Regions from separate parts of the Mus musculus genome. Here region 2 is linked to region 1. A link is a contact called in public Hi-C data. All regions are on one chromosome and are shown on one strand. The core of a region is the stretch at or near the end of the contact, and the rest is flanking DNA. Distances in the headings are between cores, read along the strand shown. Region 1 overlaps Csmd1 (CUB and Sushi multiple domains 1). Region 2 holds the start of Csmd1 (CUB and Sushi multiple domains 1).

What was found. A called contact is a pair of places that touch in the nucleus more often than the background predicts.
Region 2: a Hi-C map of cortical neurons shows a contact between it and region 1, with 2.3 times the contacts expected there. The contact joins the promoter of Csmd1 here to the enhancer-like site in region 1. A contact is called at or near these places in 1 of 39 promoter capture datasets (hippocampal neurons) and 3 of 484 Hi-C or Micro-C datasets (cerebral cortex, cortical neurons and forebrain).

What each region holds. Positions count from the first base shown.
Region 1 is chr8:17,049,634-17,057,544 of GRCm38.p6, forward strand. All of the region lies in intron 2 of Csmd1 (CUB and Sushi multiple domains 1), which reads right to left. Among named protein-coding and RNA genes, the nearest start is that of Gm39136, 230 kb to the right of the region's middle. Within about 2 kb of position 4,223, at least 13 of the 459 cell types and tissues checked have an H3K27ac peak or open chromatin away from gene starts, as enhancers often do. A contact at or near this core is called in cortical neurons and hippocampal neurons, where this site is marked.
Region 2 is chr8:17,530,203-17,538,113 of GRCm38.p6, forward strand. It overlaps Csmd1 (CUB and Sushi multiple domains 1), which reads right to left and starts at 5,183. Exons shown (of 70, transcript NM_053171.2): 1 at 4,688-5,183. The coding sequence starts at 4,772.

The sequences.
Region 1 (7,911 bases), core at 2,973-5,472:
CCATCTTGCCACCTCAAGTCACTGCAGGACTAAGCAATCCTGTTTTCTTATAGTACCCAGGACCCCCTTTCCAGGGTTGGCATTGTATACAGTTAGCTGTTATCTCTTCCATCAATCATCAATCAAGAAAATGCAACAGGGGCTTGCTCACACACAAGGCCAATTTGGTAGGGGCATTTTCTCAAATGAGGTTTCCTCTTCCTAAGGAGCTTGTGTCAAGTTGGCATGAATCTTACCAGCACAGTGGCTGTGTATTAACCTACATGAAGAAACTGTTACACTAGTGGGGGAAGACATAGGCAAATATCTGCAGTTCACTGACCAGGAAGTTGAGTTTTGTAAAAGACTCTGGCTCACATACAATGTGGATAGGGATGAAGGAATAAATAGAACGTCAACTTCATGTCCTGCCTGTGCAGACATGCATGAGTAAGTACACATATGCATATACACATATAACATAGGAATACACACATAGAGGAAAGAAAAGAACCTTGTGACCTCCTTGAATGACTTGAAAAAGGAATCCCACATTGACAGTGTTTGATCTGGACCTAGAGGGATGAATAGGAATACAGTACATAGAGACAGGAGGTGCAACCTGTAAATCTAAAATCCAAACTTGCCTTGGAGAGGTGCGGATCCAAATCCTTTGCTCTGAGACAAGTAAACAGGATAACAACTGAAAGTCAAGACTCTGCCAACAGAAAATCATCCATTCTCCCATGATGCCTCAGACTTGTCTAAGCTCACTTGAAGGAGGCAGGATTACTGTATCAGGACGTCTGGCTTTTACTATCTCCCGTGATCTCTTGTGTGAGAAAATGCTCTTATTGTAAAGGGCATCAAAACCGAGTCTTCCATTTTAAGATTCAGAAATCTGGTTTAGAGGTTATATGTGATTTCATGAGTCAAGAAATTAAAGGAAGTCATGTAAATCACAGGAAAAATAATCCTATGTTTCTAAGATTCCAATGTAAAGATAAAAAATATAAGCTAACAATAATCAGTTTATTCCTCAATTCCTCAGTCATGGACATGAAAACAATTCTCTGCTGATATTACAAAGAAAACTAGAACAGGAAAACAATATACTATGAAAAAGTCCCTGTAGGGGGAAGACTATAAAATTACAAACTAGACACATAGCTCTGTTCTGGGAGGATACCTAACACCCCACACTCCTTAGGTGAATCATGCTAGGGACTCTCACCCTCCCTATGCACTCTGTCTGCACCTGCCATTCTCTGCCATCCTGTCACCTCAACATGTGCCATGCTTGTATCTCAGTCACATAGTACCTGTAAAACAATTCAAAAGCAGAAAGACATAGCTTGACCTAGATTGTCAAGGGTTTCAAAATCATGATCCCTTGGCTCTGTCATTTCTGGGACCGAGGTAGAACATTGTATCATGGGAGGCAATTGTCATGGAGCAAGGTAGCTTGACATTATGGCAGGTAGGCAGCAGCAAGTGGACTAAGCAGGGGCCTGAGCCAGTGTCTGCCTTTCTAGAGTATAGTCCATTAATCTCCATCCAGATGGTTCACATTTTCTAAAGCCCTCAACACCTACCAAATACTATTGTCTCTGGCAAGAAGACACTTCACAGTCAGCCGTGACATTGAGGATGTGACTCCTTGTCAATTTTTAGTCACATATTCCTTTTTATTTTTATTAAAGTGCCCAGAGGAAAGGCTTGGCACTGGATGGTAGATATAGCTTTTCAGGCATAGTTATATATAATATTAACCATCAAATCAACAGACACAAGGATTGTTCTCTTTCAAGGGCCAAACAAGAATGCATCAAAGATACCCTATCAGGGTTCTCTTCTGCTTTCAGTCACTCTGCATCCCCTTATCTAGGTGAGAAAAGCCACTTTAGAAATATTTCCCATTAACTAATTATCAGAAGAATAAGTACTTCTTAGGAATATCAGCCATTTTTAAGGCACTCAGACTTCTAAGAAGATATCTCCAAAGGAAGGACTAGTTTTCAAAGAGAACTGATTGGGAAGTGGCGGATTACTAACCATCAAGGACGTGTCAGTTGACACAAAACACATTGGTGCTCACACTATCATAGTAAGAATGGATATGAGCAGTGACTAGATTCAGCAAACACCAAGAGTGAAAGGGGACCCGTGCTATACTCTGCTTGGAATACAAATCACTGTGCCATGAGAGAAAGCTATGTGAATGTCACCCCTAAAATTAGAGGCAGAACTACCATGGAATGCTATAACAGCACTATGATGAAATGCTATAAGATCACTGCTGGGAAGGTATGCAAAACAAAGAATGTCAATACGTTGGAGGACGTGCATATACCCACATTTACAGAAGCACTATTATCAGCTGCCACAGTTTCTGTCCTTGAAAGAATGCATATAGAAAATGTGATATATCTATATAATGAGATATTATTCAGCTCTGAGAAAGGGTCCTATTGTCTGCAGTAAAATGGATAAAACTGGCCTTATGTCATGTTTGGTTAAATACACCAGATGCAAAAATACAAACGAACCATGCTCTAATGCATCTGTAACATAGAAGTGTTGATTTCATAAAAGGTGAGAGAATGGTCAGATCTGGAAGCCAGGAGGCCATAGGAGAGGAGGATAGTTAACTGCTAATGTGTACACCGGGCCAAAAAGAAAACCAGCTGAGATGTAATAGGAAAGTGGTGTAAATAAGTCTGATTATAATTCCTTGTGTATTTCAAAATAGCTAATAAGCCCCATTTTGTATCCTATCATCCAAAGAATGATAAGAGAACGTTTGATGATTGACATGTTAATTACCTTATTCTGATCACTGCCCTTACATTGTATTTACGTACTGTATTATCACACTGCGTGCAATATGCATATGCAATTATGCCCACTAAATCACACACATAACATGTTCAGGCCTGCAGATAGTTCTATTCATAGCATTGTAATCACGTAAGTGCTGACCATTTATGATATCTGACATTCCAGCTTCTTCTAGGCTGGGTTCTTCTACCCACACGCACTGTTGCCGTTCTAAACATAACAGGTCACATTTGTTCCTTGACTTTGAAGAAGCTCATTCTTTATCAGTCTCACTTCAGAAGTACGTTATGAATGGCATTCTGATGAACTCATTGAAGGGTCTCTGATGTTCTCATTGACAGAGAAAGGTGGAACGTGGAAGCCGATCCCTGGACAGTGTTGGTTGGGAGTTCCTTCCACTTTACCCCTTTCGTTTTCTAATTTAGCTAGTAAGCTTGCACCTGTGCACATACTCCAAATCCCTCCTGACCCTGAGCTGAGCAAGGCTGCTAGTCAGTGGATTGTGTTCATGGAGTAGCTTATATTGTTTACTGAAATAAGAATCCTAGAAGCCTAGTCTGAAGCACATTGAATTTTCCAGGTTTTTCTCTTTTATTTTCATTCCTGTACTTGAGACAATGCCTCATGTAGCCAAGGCTAGCCTTCAACAAAAACTATGTAGCTGAAGATGACCTTAAATTAAGCACATGGTCATTTCTGTGTCCTCGGGGTGACAAATTTGTGCCACTATTCCTGGCTACAGGAGTCTTTCAAAGAAGAAAATAAAGCAATGCTGCAAGCTGAGGAAAATCATTTGTAAGTTTGCAAAGATTTGAAATGTAGACCAGGCACATATAAGCATGTGATTCCCTCATTATCTAAAGTCAATTAAGAAAGCATGTTTTGTTGTCGGAGGATTATAATTATTAAAAGGACATTCGTTCAGGAATGTGTTGTCAGGGAGAGGAAATGCCTCTACTAAGCAAGCATCTGACTGACTTTAAATCTCTCCCACCTTTCGTTCCGCTTAAACAATTCTGTCTCTTCATAAGACTTTGTACATCTTTAAAAGACTCATGCACACATTCGGAGTGCTTCTCAGTTTGCACTGATCACGTTTTTCATAAGAGCCACCATTGTGAACACAACGCAAGCTGTTCCTGAAGTCTTCTGTCAGGGTTGAGTCTCGCAGTGTCTGGAAGATGGACACAGCTAATTACCCAGCCTTCCCATAATACAGCTAATCCATATGCATTGCTGGCAATAGACTCCATCACAGAACAGTCTATATGAACCATGCAGAGACTCAACATGAGGGAGGTATAGGCAAAGGAAGACAGAGGCGTAGGGAGAGAGAAGTAGAGAGAACAGGATGACAGAGATCTCCTCACCAGGGTGGGGCAGAAAAAGCAATGGCAACAGAAGTTTCTCTGCAGCTATGTTCGGGCTGTTTTACATAATTGTGCCTTGTACGATTTTCCCTCCCACATCCCTATCTTAGTAAATGATTTCATCAACACCCATTTCTTTACTTAGCATCTCAACCTCCAAAGCATATGTAAAGCACCTGGGAACTGTGCCCATCAGGGAGACGTGCAGTACAGTCATTCCTCTTTTCATTGTTGTCCAAAATGTCCCCTTTCCTGACCCCCTACATGTCATCCTCCCTGCCATAGCCCATGTGGTTTTTCTGTTGGTGACACTACCCTAACATGGTTGGAGGACCTCTGCCTCTCCTTCCCTCCTTTCCTGTGTCTGCTTCCCACTGTGGCTGCATCTGTACCTGTTTTCTAAATCCTGACTCCCACCTTGTAAGTGATAGAGAGCTGGGCAGCCAGGTGAGCATTCAGCGGGAAACTTTGTGAACGAGAGGGAAGAGACAGAAATAGAAACAATATGGACTCCACTGTCAGGAGCAAGCACTGTCCTGTAATGACAGACCTAGTTCACAAAATTAAAGTAGGTATGAGAGCAGTGGTTTGTCTATGTTTGTGAGAGGCTATACAGAGTTCCTGTGAGGACTGCTAGCTCTGTGGGAGAAATGTCTGCTGTGTGGGAAGGTCAGGAAAGAATTCAATAGGTAGTGCTAACTAAATTTTTTAGTTAGCTAAACTTAATTTTTCCTTAAGGATATCATTAGTAGAGGCAGAAACAGAATAGGGACTTTGAACCACCTTACTGTATAAAGCTGGTAGATAAGTGCAAAGCTGTGTACATTAGAGGAGAAAAACAGACTAAATATGTATTCAAGAAATCTGGAGCATGACACTAGTGATCTCAAAACCAGATTTCCTGATCACGAACCAAACAGAAGTAAGCAGAATGCTAATCCCTCCTTCATTCAGAATTATGATTAAATATGTTTATTGAACATGTGATATAACCTAGAAACCAGTGCTGGCTCTGCTATGAACAAGGTTCAGAGACACAGTTGTAAGCTCTATGCTCTTAGAGCTGTTACATAGTGACAGAAACCACAGGCATGGCTGGAGAACATTCTAGATAATGAGAGACTAGAAATCAGGAGAGTGAGCAGTAGACTATGGACATAGCATGCATAAAAAGAACCAGGCCCCGAGGCTGTGGTTAGAGCTTCATGGTGACTGTTGGTGAATATCTCAATGACTTGGGTTCCTTGTCAAATACATGCTACATGTCAAGCAGTCGGGTTTGGAGGAGGGGCTTCTAATGGCACAGATCAAAGCCTCTACTGAACCTCAGCAGGACTCACAGGGACTGCAAGTGTAGAAATTCAGGATATCATAGTTACTGGTTGTATAGTTCATTTGTTCATTGTTTCTTGGTTTGTTTTGTGTGTGTGGGGGGGGTTGTTTTGTTTTTTCATTCTGCAGTCCATTCTTGCGCGTACCCGACTGGCCAGCAAGAATGACGCTGCAACAGGATCCTTCTGCACATGTTTATTGGGAGAGCTTGATTGCAGAGGCGAAGTGACCCCAAACCCAGAACTGGTGCTGCTTATATAGGCCTAGGAGAGGCGTGTCTCACACCCGGATTGGTTGTGCTTGGGTTATGCTTACCACCTCATTTGCATGCCTACATCTGATTGGTTAACTTCTCTCTCATCTGATTGGTTAATTTTGGTTAGTTCTCAAAACCTCATCTTGGCAAAAAAAATCTTTACTGCCTATGTATGTGTGGTGGCCAGTGGAAGCCAGTGCCACCCTGCAATGGCACATGTGGCTTCCCACAGTCCATGAGATCCTTTATTTGTTACTAAGATGAACTAAGAGACACTTCTAAATAGTCTCACAGAAGCCAGGGGAGGGCCTTGAATATCATTTCTTACAGCTTCTCATCTGTTTCCACGCTCTATCGACAGGAGTTTTCCTTGCACTGTGGCTCCCCAGGCCTCACTCTTTCCCGACATACTTCACAATTCCACCTCATCTCTGCTCCTGGCTGGTGGCTGACACTCAAGACAAGCATGCATGTTCAAGCTGCTCCTTAGATGCAGCTCATGCCCCTCCCTTCTCTTGCAGGCAATCTTTCATTTCAGGCTCTCACGCCTCAGACACCATCCACCATCTCAAGTATCTCATTTGCAATTTGGAACAAATTACTTCTTATGGGTGACTTGTCTTAACAACTATATTCAGGTGACTTATTTTGGCAGTTTTTGACAGCAATGACTGTAAACAAATCCTACCAGGGGGTGAAAGTATAATTCATAGGTGTAGCTTACAGGGTTTTTGGTGATTGCTGGGTATGTTATGCTCTAATGGGGTAACTGCTGGCAAATCATTCATGGATCTAGAAGGTATTGTCCATCCTTACTAAGCAGGACACTTGGCTCGAAATACAGCTTTATATCCCAGGTCATCATCCCAACAGTGGTGAAGTCTAATTTGTTTTGATGTCCCACACTCAGGAGGCTGAGGAATGAAGATTATGAGTGCAAACCTAGCCTGAGATACAAATGGGGCCCTCTCTAAACAAGTATGTGACACACACAAAGGAACCTGGCTCACCAGGTTCTACCTAGCCATTCCCATCCATCAGAGAATAAACACCAAGCAATAAGACAGCTTGGTATATTTAGCATAAACCTCAGGGAACTGGTCATATGACCTAATGTGAAAGCTATTTAAGGGATCTATGAAGAGAAAAAAAATTGATACTCAAGTTACCCATGATTTCAACAATGTACCTCATGAGAAATACAAACTAAATATTAGTAAGAACACGAGGGGTAGGGAAACTGTAAGAGCTGAAGGTTGGGAGGGCTTGAATGTCTCTGGATGTGACAGGATAGGACTTAGCATCTATGGCTGCCTACACACAATCAAGTCAGGCCACATCCCAGTATTGCAGAGGTTCCCCACCATTTGTTCATAGCCCAGGAGCTATTGGTAGTTGGTAGTTTCCAATGGAGGGAAATTCAGGCAGTTTTATTTACCTGTGCAGCTGCTGGGTGGTTGACACTCCAATGGATGCCATACAAACGTGAGTACATGGATAGAAGAAATTGGACTCAGTTGGTTACATTTATAAAATGGATGCAAAATTGGAAGGTGGTGAGGGATTAGGATGCCTGGAAAGAGTCAGGGGGAAGGGTGTGTGTGAATATAAGCAAAGTGCCTTTCACCCATGTATGAAGAATTCAAAGAATGAATGAAATTATTACATTAAACAAGGAAGTGACTAGCAACTATACAACCACACACAGAAACATATGCATTCATATAAAAGGTCACTTATCTGCCAATATGTCACCCAATGAATGCCCAATAAAATTTAAAGAATAACAGAAGAATAAACAATAACACATGTACATATGCATGTGCACATATGTGCATATGACTGCAGGAGCCTCTGAAAGCCAGAAAAAGACATTAGATCCCCTAGAGAGGGAGTTACAGCTGAAGCTGTCCATTCTGGGACTAGGAACTGACCTCTGGTCCTCTGCAAGCATATTGAATGCCTTTAATTTCATAGCCATCTCCACAACCCTATGGGATTTTGTCCTAAGTCATATCATCATGATTGTAAACATCATGAAAACATTGCAGCTCTTCAGTGTTAGAAAGTTTTGCTCAAGACTAAGCATCTTTCTTAGCAAACATTTGTTTTCTTTGTGTTTGTCCAGGAGGA
Region 2 (7,911 bases), core at 3,933-6,432, 480 kb after region 1:
TTTTCCTTACAAGAAATCTTCCTGTGATGTAGAATTTGCCTAGTAAAATCAAATTTAAAGGCATCCCCTCTTCACATTTTAGGTATATCTAATTATTCATAGAGGGAAATGAACTCAACAAGAAAGGGAAAAGGCCCAAAAGGAACATATAGCTTAAATTGCACACATGCAAGTTGTCACAGCTTATTTCACCATGAGCTCAGCAGAAACACTACCAGAGTCACATTTAGAATTCAGCAGAGCATGGAGTGTTTAATATGCCATTTGCATTTTGACAGCTTAGAAATGTCTACACTGGATTTGGTAGATCCTCGGCAATGAGCACTAAGTGGCCACCAAGCCTTTGTTGATCTATTTCTGGGAGGAGGCAGAACCATCTTCTTGACATCTTCCAAGTGGGATTGTGTTTCAGACAACAAACTGGAGACTGACTGGAGCAGCCTCGCCCTGGGGAAGAAGATGTTGTGCCGGGAGGAACTTGGAAGCTGGATGGATGTCCTGAGTAAGCATGATTGGCCAGATGAAAGGCAACCTAAAAATAGCCCCTCCCTTTAGTCTCTACTAACCTCCCTGTTTGAGCCCAGGAAGGATGGTTTTCAGAACTGCTACCATTCCTCCTCTGAATGTGTACAAATAGGTGGTTTTTCTCTCTTTCTCCAGTTTGCCAATCCCATGATATCATGAGAAATATTCTCCCTTATTATTTTTTGTAAAAAAAATACATGCATTTAGTTATTTATGTGCAGATGTAGCCCATGAGTGGGCCAAAGGGGGGTGTAAGATCCCCTTGAGTTGAAGGAAAGGTGGATGTGAGCTGCCTGATATAGGTGCTGAGAATCGAACTCCAGTCCTCTGGAAGAATGGCCCGTGTTCCTGGCTCCTAACCAATGTTTCTAACCCCAGGATTTGCTTTGCTTGTTCATTGTCTTAAAAGTCCCACACTAGTAACTAAATGGCTACACCAGAAGTAGTAGGAAGCTTTTGGCTGACCAGATCTGAGTTTAAAAATACAGTACTGTCTTTGGCAATGCAAGGGGGAAGAGATTTGATGAGGACAACTTGAAAACAGAGTTAACAGTCCTCCATCATTCTGATGCATGGTGGATTTGGGGGCAGGGTGAGCACACTTATTTCCACCGGTTGCTGGCTTCATCAAATTAGAGTGGCCCTACTCTTAAAAAATAAATAAATAAAATAAAATAAAGAACCTGCAAATTAAAAGTCTTATAGTCCTTTCGTACTATGAATTTTCAAAGGGGTAAGCATCTAGAGGCATTAAAAGACTTAGGCATACATTCCTCTCTGGCCTTTGAGTTCTGAATATGGTTTCTGTGGGAATTCGATGTCTTGTGTTTTAAATCTCTTTACTGAGGAGATAGACAACCTAAAGATCCACCTGCACAAACCTTTGCCTTCATTCTCAAACTTCCTCAGGCAAGGCTCCTTCCAGCACTAGGTGAGAATACTTTCAGCTGGAGTTCCAAGCCAAGCCTAAAGGCTAGCTTCTTTTCACAGCCAGACAACCAATAACCCAAGAACCTACTGAGAAACAAACTTTGCTCAAAAGGCCTATAGAGATAATTCAATTCCGCATCGGGGGCACAGATTTAAGCAAGCTTTCTTGTATGAATTATTCCATCTATTTACCAAGTGAAAAAGCTTAAAGATCTTCATTTTCCTCTGCTTTCTGAATAATGTGCTTTCACAAAGAGATTTAAACTTGGGAACCCATCCTTGTCATCTCATTAATCATCATCATCATCAAAAACAACACCAACAATAATAAATAAATAAATAGATAAATAAATAAATAAATAAATAAATAAATTCCTGGTTTCCCCAACTAATGCTTGGGCACTGAAGGTTATGGGTTCCAACCACCTCTACGGCAGTGCCTCCAGTCTCTCAGACACTGCAAACAGGTCATGAAAGATGTCCCAGGCATTAAAAAGTCAACCTGTTTTTACCTCGGAGCCCTTGCCACCTGAGTGCAGGCAGCACAGCTGAGAGTGGCAGTGGCCCAGCTCCCTCCTCCTGTGCGCTCCTTGGAGGAGGACCCTATTCTGCGCAGGCGCCAGGGTGCCCTCGGACCCTCTGGCCAAGCCTTGGAGCCCAGAGGTGACACCCCTGGCAGAGGCCCGACCTTGGCCCAGTGGCTTTGGCTTTCTAAGGGAAACTGCGACCCTGCCCCAGCTGCCAGTCAGCACACTGTTGGCTACTCTCTTGCTGGCGTCACCAGCCTCCTGCCAGCCTGCACAGCCACAGGGCTTGCGCCTGACTTCGTGAGTGGTAGGGGATGCAGCTCGGATCCCGAGGGGGTTAATGAAGGAGCATGCACCCCCTGCTCCGTGTGTCAGACAATAATGCAAACGTTCTTGGAGACCAGAGTCCCAGTCACTTTGAGCACGGGGGTGCGCGCGCGCGCGCGCTCTCGCGTAAGATCCCAGTGCCAAGCAAGCAGGGGCTGGCAGCGCCTTGGCTTCACTTTGGCGTCCATGGTCTCAACCGGGATTCCTGGTGCGCAGGAGGCACTCAGTTCCCTGGGGCTTTGAGTCCAGGCCCAGGACTCTATGCACCTAACCTGGAATCCCTTAACCAGGCCAGTGCAGCCTCTGTCCAGGACCTATCCCTCCACGCCCGGCCCCAGCTTCCCCTCCCCCAGAGCGGCAGACCACCCTCGTGGGGGCGGAATCAGCCCGCACACGTGTAGGGATTATTAAGCAGCCGGGCGAGAGGCTGTGGGGTCCACGCAGCAACCTCTGTTAATTGCGGGGGGAGGGAGCTAGGACTGCTCAGAACTCCAAGGAAACCCAGAGTGCGCTCCAAGGGTGAGCTGCAGGTTTAAGGAAGGAGGAAGCTTTGCCTTAGATCATCTCAGAGTGCAGGAAAGGGTAAGAAGTTTGGCATAGTTGCATGACAAGAATACCATTTCAGCAAGGGTTGGTCTGGACAAAGCCTGGTTCTGTATCCTGAATCTTTTCCACTTCCAACATTGACATCAGTACCTGGTTTGGGGGGCACAGACTTTTCATGTTTTGCCTCTCATTTCCCAGCGTGCCCAGACCAGAGCCCTCTGCCAACCTAACCCTGCTTGGTGCTTGACCCGTGGAGCCTCCTCAGGTGGAGGCCCAGGCTAGATGGGGGGAGGGGGACATGTAGTCAGAGGGTAGACATCTGTGGGAAGCTCCCCAAAAATCAAGCAATCCCATCTTTCTAGTTAAGCAGGACCCACCTATTTCTAGGTGAGCTATTGGGACACATCCCACGGATAGTTATTGTGAGAAGGATGCTAAGCAGAGGGGCCAGCATCAGAAGGCCGAATTTTCCCCCACCTGGAGCCCTCAGGCAATCCTCTGCTCTCTCCAGGCCGGTGTGGAGTTGGATGGAGATCACAGAGTCCTCTGTGGCTTCTTAATCACCCTTGAATTTGAACCACTAGGGGAATAGCAGCTGGGGTAGTCTTAGAGAGGAAAGGGAAATTTCTTCTGAGGAAAAGAGGGGACAAATGATTCAAAAGGGGGGAAAAAGTCGTAAGACTTGGTTCCATCCTTTAAAAAGAAAAGCAGTCTGTCTATAAAGATACAGATACAGATTTGCCCAGTAGTGTGAGGAAGGAAACTGGGAACCTGACACCCAGTAGCACCAGGAGCATATGAGAGAGTGAAGAAATGGGAGCAGGTACTTGCCAATGTGAAATCAATCCTCTCTCTCTCTCTCTCTCTCTCTCTCTCTCTCTCTCTCTCTCTCTCTCTCTCTCTCTCTCCCTCTCTCTCTCTCTCCTTCTCCCCCCTTCCTCCTCTCTTTCCTCCTCCTTCCCATAGACTAAACCTAGCGCACAGGAGCTGTTACCAGCCCGAAGGTTGCAGCTTGTAGAGACTTAGGAGAAAACATCCCCTAACTCCTTTCAAGGAGAAAGCCAAATTCTCTGAGACAAAAAAGCCCCAGGAACCATACAGAAATAGCCCTTTCCTTTGGTTGATCAGACTTTGACAGGGGTTGCCTCTGCACCCACAGAGAATTGATCTGCTAGGGAAACCTGACCAGAACTCCCCACTGGCTTCACCCACCTTGCCAGATATCACAACTTGCAAAAAAGCAAAGTCCAGGGAAGGAAAGAGGAGGCGACATCCCAGAGACAGCTAGTTTGAGTACCTTGGAGGGGAAGCATAGGAATGGGGTGAGAGGAGGTGTAAGGCTATGGGAACACCACTCAGCTAGGAGCTCTCTCTGATGGCACAGGAGCCCGGCGAGCTTGAACTTGCCAGGCTGACGGTGCCCAGTATGTTTCCCAGGTGCGCTGGGTCCGGGGAGAAGTCGTGGGAACTACCCCAGCCTGCGACCCGCCAAGCCCACCAAGCGCCAGGAGCCAAGGCGCAGTTCTCTGCCCAACTCGTGTCGGGCTCTCTTCTCCTTGACAACCCACAGTACACAGCACAGAGAGAAATGTCGTTTAAGCCCAAGTGAGGGGGAAGGAAGGGCGGGGGTGGGGCGGGGGCAGATGAGGGGTGGGAAGAACGCGATGGAAGCTCGGTATCGGGCGCTGCGTTCCCTAGCGTCGCTGGTGGACAGCCACCCGGTCGGTGCCTGCCGCTTGGTCCCTTACAATCCTCAGATCAGACACTCGCGTTCGCAAACCGGGCCTCCGAGGGTTCGGCCGTCTCCCCGGTACCGAGCTAGCCTGTCTTACCCTTAGCTGCAGTGAGGAGCCCCGCGCACAGAACCGCCAGCACCAGAGGCAGGAGCAGCGACTTGAATTTCCTCCACGCAGTCATGTCTGCAGATATTCCACACGCACACGACACGGATGGCTCCTCTCGGATGCGCCGGTCTCCTCCGAGGAACAACCGGGCTCTAAACAGAGTCCGGTAATCACCAAAGGGCAAGGCGAGCTGGCAAGAGCTCCGGGTCCCCAGCCCGGCCGCGCATCTGACGCCTCCCGCAGCTCTGCGCGCCCGGCTCGCTCCGCTCCCGTAGCATCGGGTCCGAGCCACTGCGGGGCTGAAGATGCTCTGAGCGAGCGCAGCCCCGGGGCTGCCGGGGCCGGGGACGAGCGCCGGCCGAGCCGGGCAGGAAGGCACCAAGGCGGCGAGGCTGCGGGAGGGGGCGAGGCGGGAGAGGAGCGCGCGCAACCGGGAGCAACCTGGAGCGGAGGCAGCTGGAGAGAGAGCCAGCGAGTGGGAGGTGCGGGAGGGGCGCGGGGGGAGGGGGGAGCAGGGCTGGAGCGGGAGGAAGGCGGGGAGCGAGCGCCGAAGACAGGCTGCTAGAGGCGCAAGGAGCCGCTGCCGTGGTGGCTGGACTCAACCATCCTACCCACCGAGAGGGGAAGGAGGCTGGCACCGCGCAGTCCGGGACTCAGCCTGGCCTCGGGCTTTCAGGCCCCTGCTAGTGCTCCCGCAGGCAGCGCAGCGTTCAGTCTCTGGCGCGGCTGCGCGCAGGCTGGAGCACGGAGACTTGTTGGGCGCTCAAGTGGGAGAAGCCCACGCTGCGCACCGGGGAAAAACCATACAATTGGCCACGCGAGCGAGCCCGAGGGCTCTGTGGGGGCAGGCAGAGGCCAGCCTCCATCCTTCTCTTTCTCTACTGACCAGAAGAAGACCTCTGCCTAAGTTAGGAAAGAAATGCAGGTGGGGGAAGAGAATGGGCCCAGCTGTGACTGAAACTGGGAGCAAAATGGTGCTTTTAAAAGAAATTATAAATTACCTTTGAAAAGGTGACTGTCTGCAACTATGATGAGCCTCTGACAGGTTCCTGTTCTGCTCCTGTTTAGTCCTGTTAGTGTTACCCTCATTGCAAGCCCAGCTCTATGTGGGAAACAAAATGAATCTAAACAACCCAACTGGGCTGCCACCCTGTTCTGGTTGTGAGAGCAGGAGAATTGACAAAAGTGTAGTGAACCCCAGCATCACATCCAGCATTCCTGCAAGAGGGATCAGAAGGAAGTTCCTAAAAGCAGGTCTACTGCAGCCAGTGAGTGCACACAGAGTAAACTACTAGAAAAAGGCTGTAGGTTAATTGAAAAAATCCAAACCAGGTGAAGGCTAGAGTTCACAGATGCTCCATTCTTAGAAAGGATTCGGGAGTTCTAGAGGATAGGATGGAAGGGGCCAGGGATGGACATCTCAGGCCCCCAGCATGGGAACATTCATCCCATGCTGACTGTGAGTTGTTCACACCAAGGAATGAGGATGGTGTGTGGAGGCAGGCTGATGGCCACATCATCGCACCAGCATTGTGCCCACTGTTAGGGGCAGAGTCACGGTGTGCCACTCAAGTTTAGTGTTCTAGAGCTTTCTTGCTCCCTGAAGCCCACGGATGACGTGAGGGCATGAGAGTGACTCCAAAAATGTAGAGTCACCGGCTGTACCTTACCTTCCAAGAGTAACCAGAGACTTTATCCAGCCTAGAATCCTTCTCCTGGAGATTGGAGCTCCCCAGAAAAAAAAAAAAAAAAAAAAAACCCTGGGCTCTGTTCTCCTGCAGGTTTCCCCCAGGCTCTCTTGGAACTGATCTGAAGTTTTTTTGTTTTGTTTGTTTGAAAGTATCCTCCCATTGCTCTTCCCTTATCCCTAGGGGAGAAAATTCCAGGCTATCTCTCTAAAGCAATGGATTGAGAATGATGCCCTGTGTGCTTCAGTGTGACAGGGAGTGGAAGGGGTCACCTACAGTGTGATTTTAAGTCATTCCCCCAGGTGTTATTTACACTCCAGCAAGTGAACAACAACAACAAGACCTATTAGGAGATCCGATAGCTCATCCGCTGCTCCTCCTTAGGACCCATTGATCTACAGAAGCAGCATAGCTGAAGACCTCCATGAGAAACGGTGTCCTGTCTTCTGAATGCCACTCCTAATGACTCATGTCACCAAGAAGGATTTCTGCCATTAAAAACCATTTCCAAATCTCACTTCTTTGTCGGGGGGAGGGGGGGTGTGGGGGGGGGCTCCCAGATGGAGCCATGTTATTAGGGTCCGAATCAAGAATGTTCAGTGTCACCTGAGATGTCAAACACCTTTGCTTTGCACAGAATGGTGGCACTTTGACAACTCAAGATTGAGTGGCTCCTTCATGGCCACAGGCTTAAAGACCCTTTTTCTTTCAGATCCAGGGTGATACAGACCGGTAGAGACAGCACTCAGGAGACAGACGGGGCCATCACCTCAAGTTCAAGCCCAGCCTGGTCTAGGAAGAGAGTTTCAGGCTAGCCAGAGCTACACAGGGAGGCCTTGTCTCAAAACAACAATAATTAAAACACTTTTTGGGGGGATGCTTTTGTTGCAAATTATCTATTTGAGTAAAATTGTAGAGCAACAACAGTCAAAAAAATGACAATCACTTTGTTTCAGATTAGAAAGGAAGAAAGATCCTGAGTCTGGAAGTTAGAACGACCTTGTCAGATTGCAACTTGATTGTGAGCCCAAGGCATAAGACTGTCCAGGAAGAATAGCTCATTTTGGAGGAATGTGATAATATTGGGAATCTCCCCCACCTAGGATCTCAGGCACTTCACAGCCCAGAAGGAAACCATGGGGCTCTGCTGCCATCTAGTGCTCTGCTTTTCTTTTAGGAAAGCCATAATCCCATCTCTTTTTCATCTTCCACTCCGGTCACCTACCTTCTTGGAAGATTTTGCCGAGTATACCTTCATATCCCTATGCCATAGACAAAGAACATTGATAGCATCCTAGAGGGTCTCCCCTCTTTGGGTCTCTGATTTGATATGAGGGCGTAATTTCCCTCAGATCTGAGAAGGCCCTAATTTAGAATTGTTACAAGGTAATCTCAGTGAGGGACAGTGAGATTTCACCCCTAGAAATGCTGCGGGGCCTCTTTGCAGTGACTGGAAGGTTTGTGCCACTGCATGGGTGTGGACATCTTTCTCAGTCTCTGCAGAGCACTCTTCGGCCTCCACAA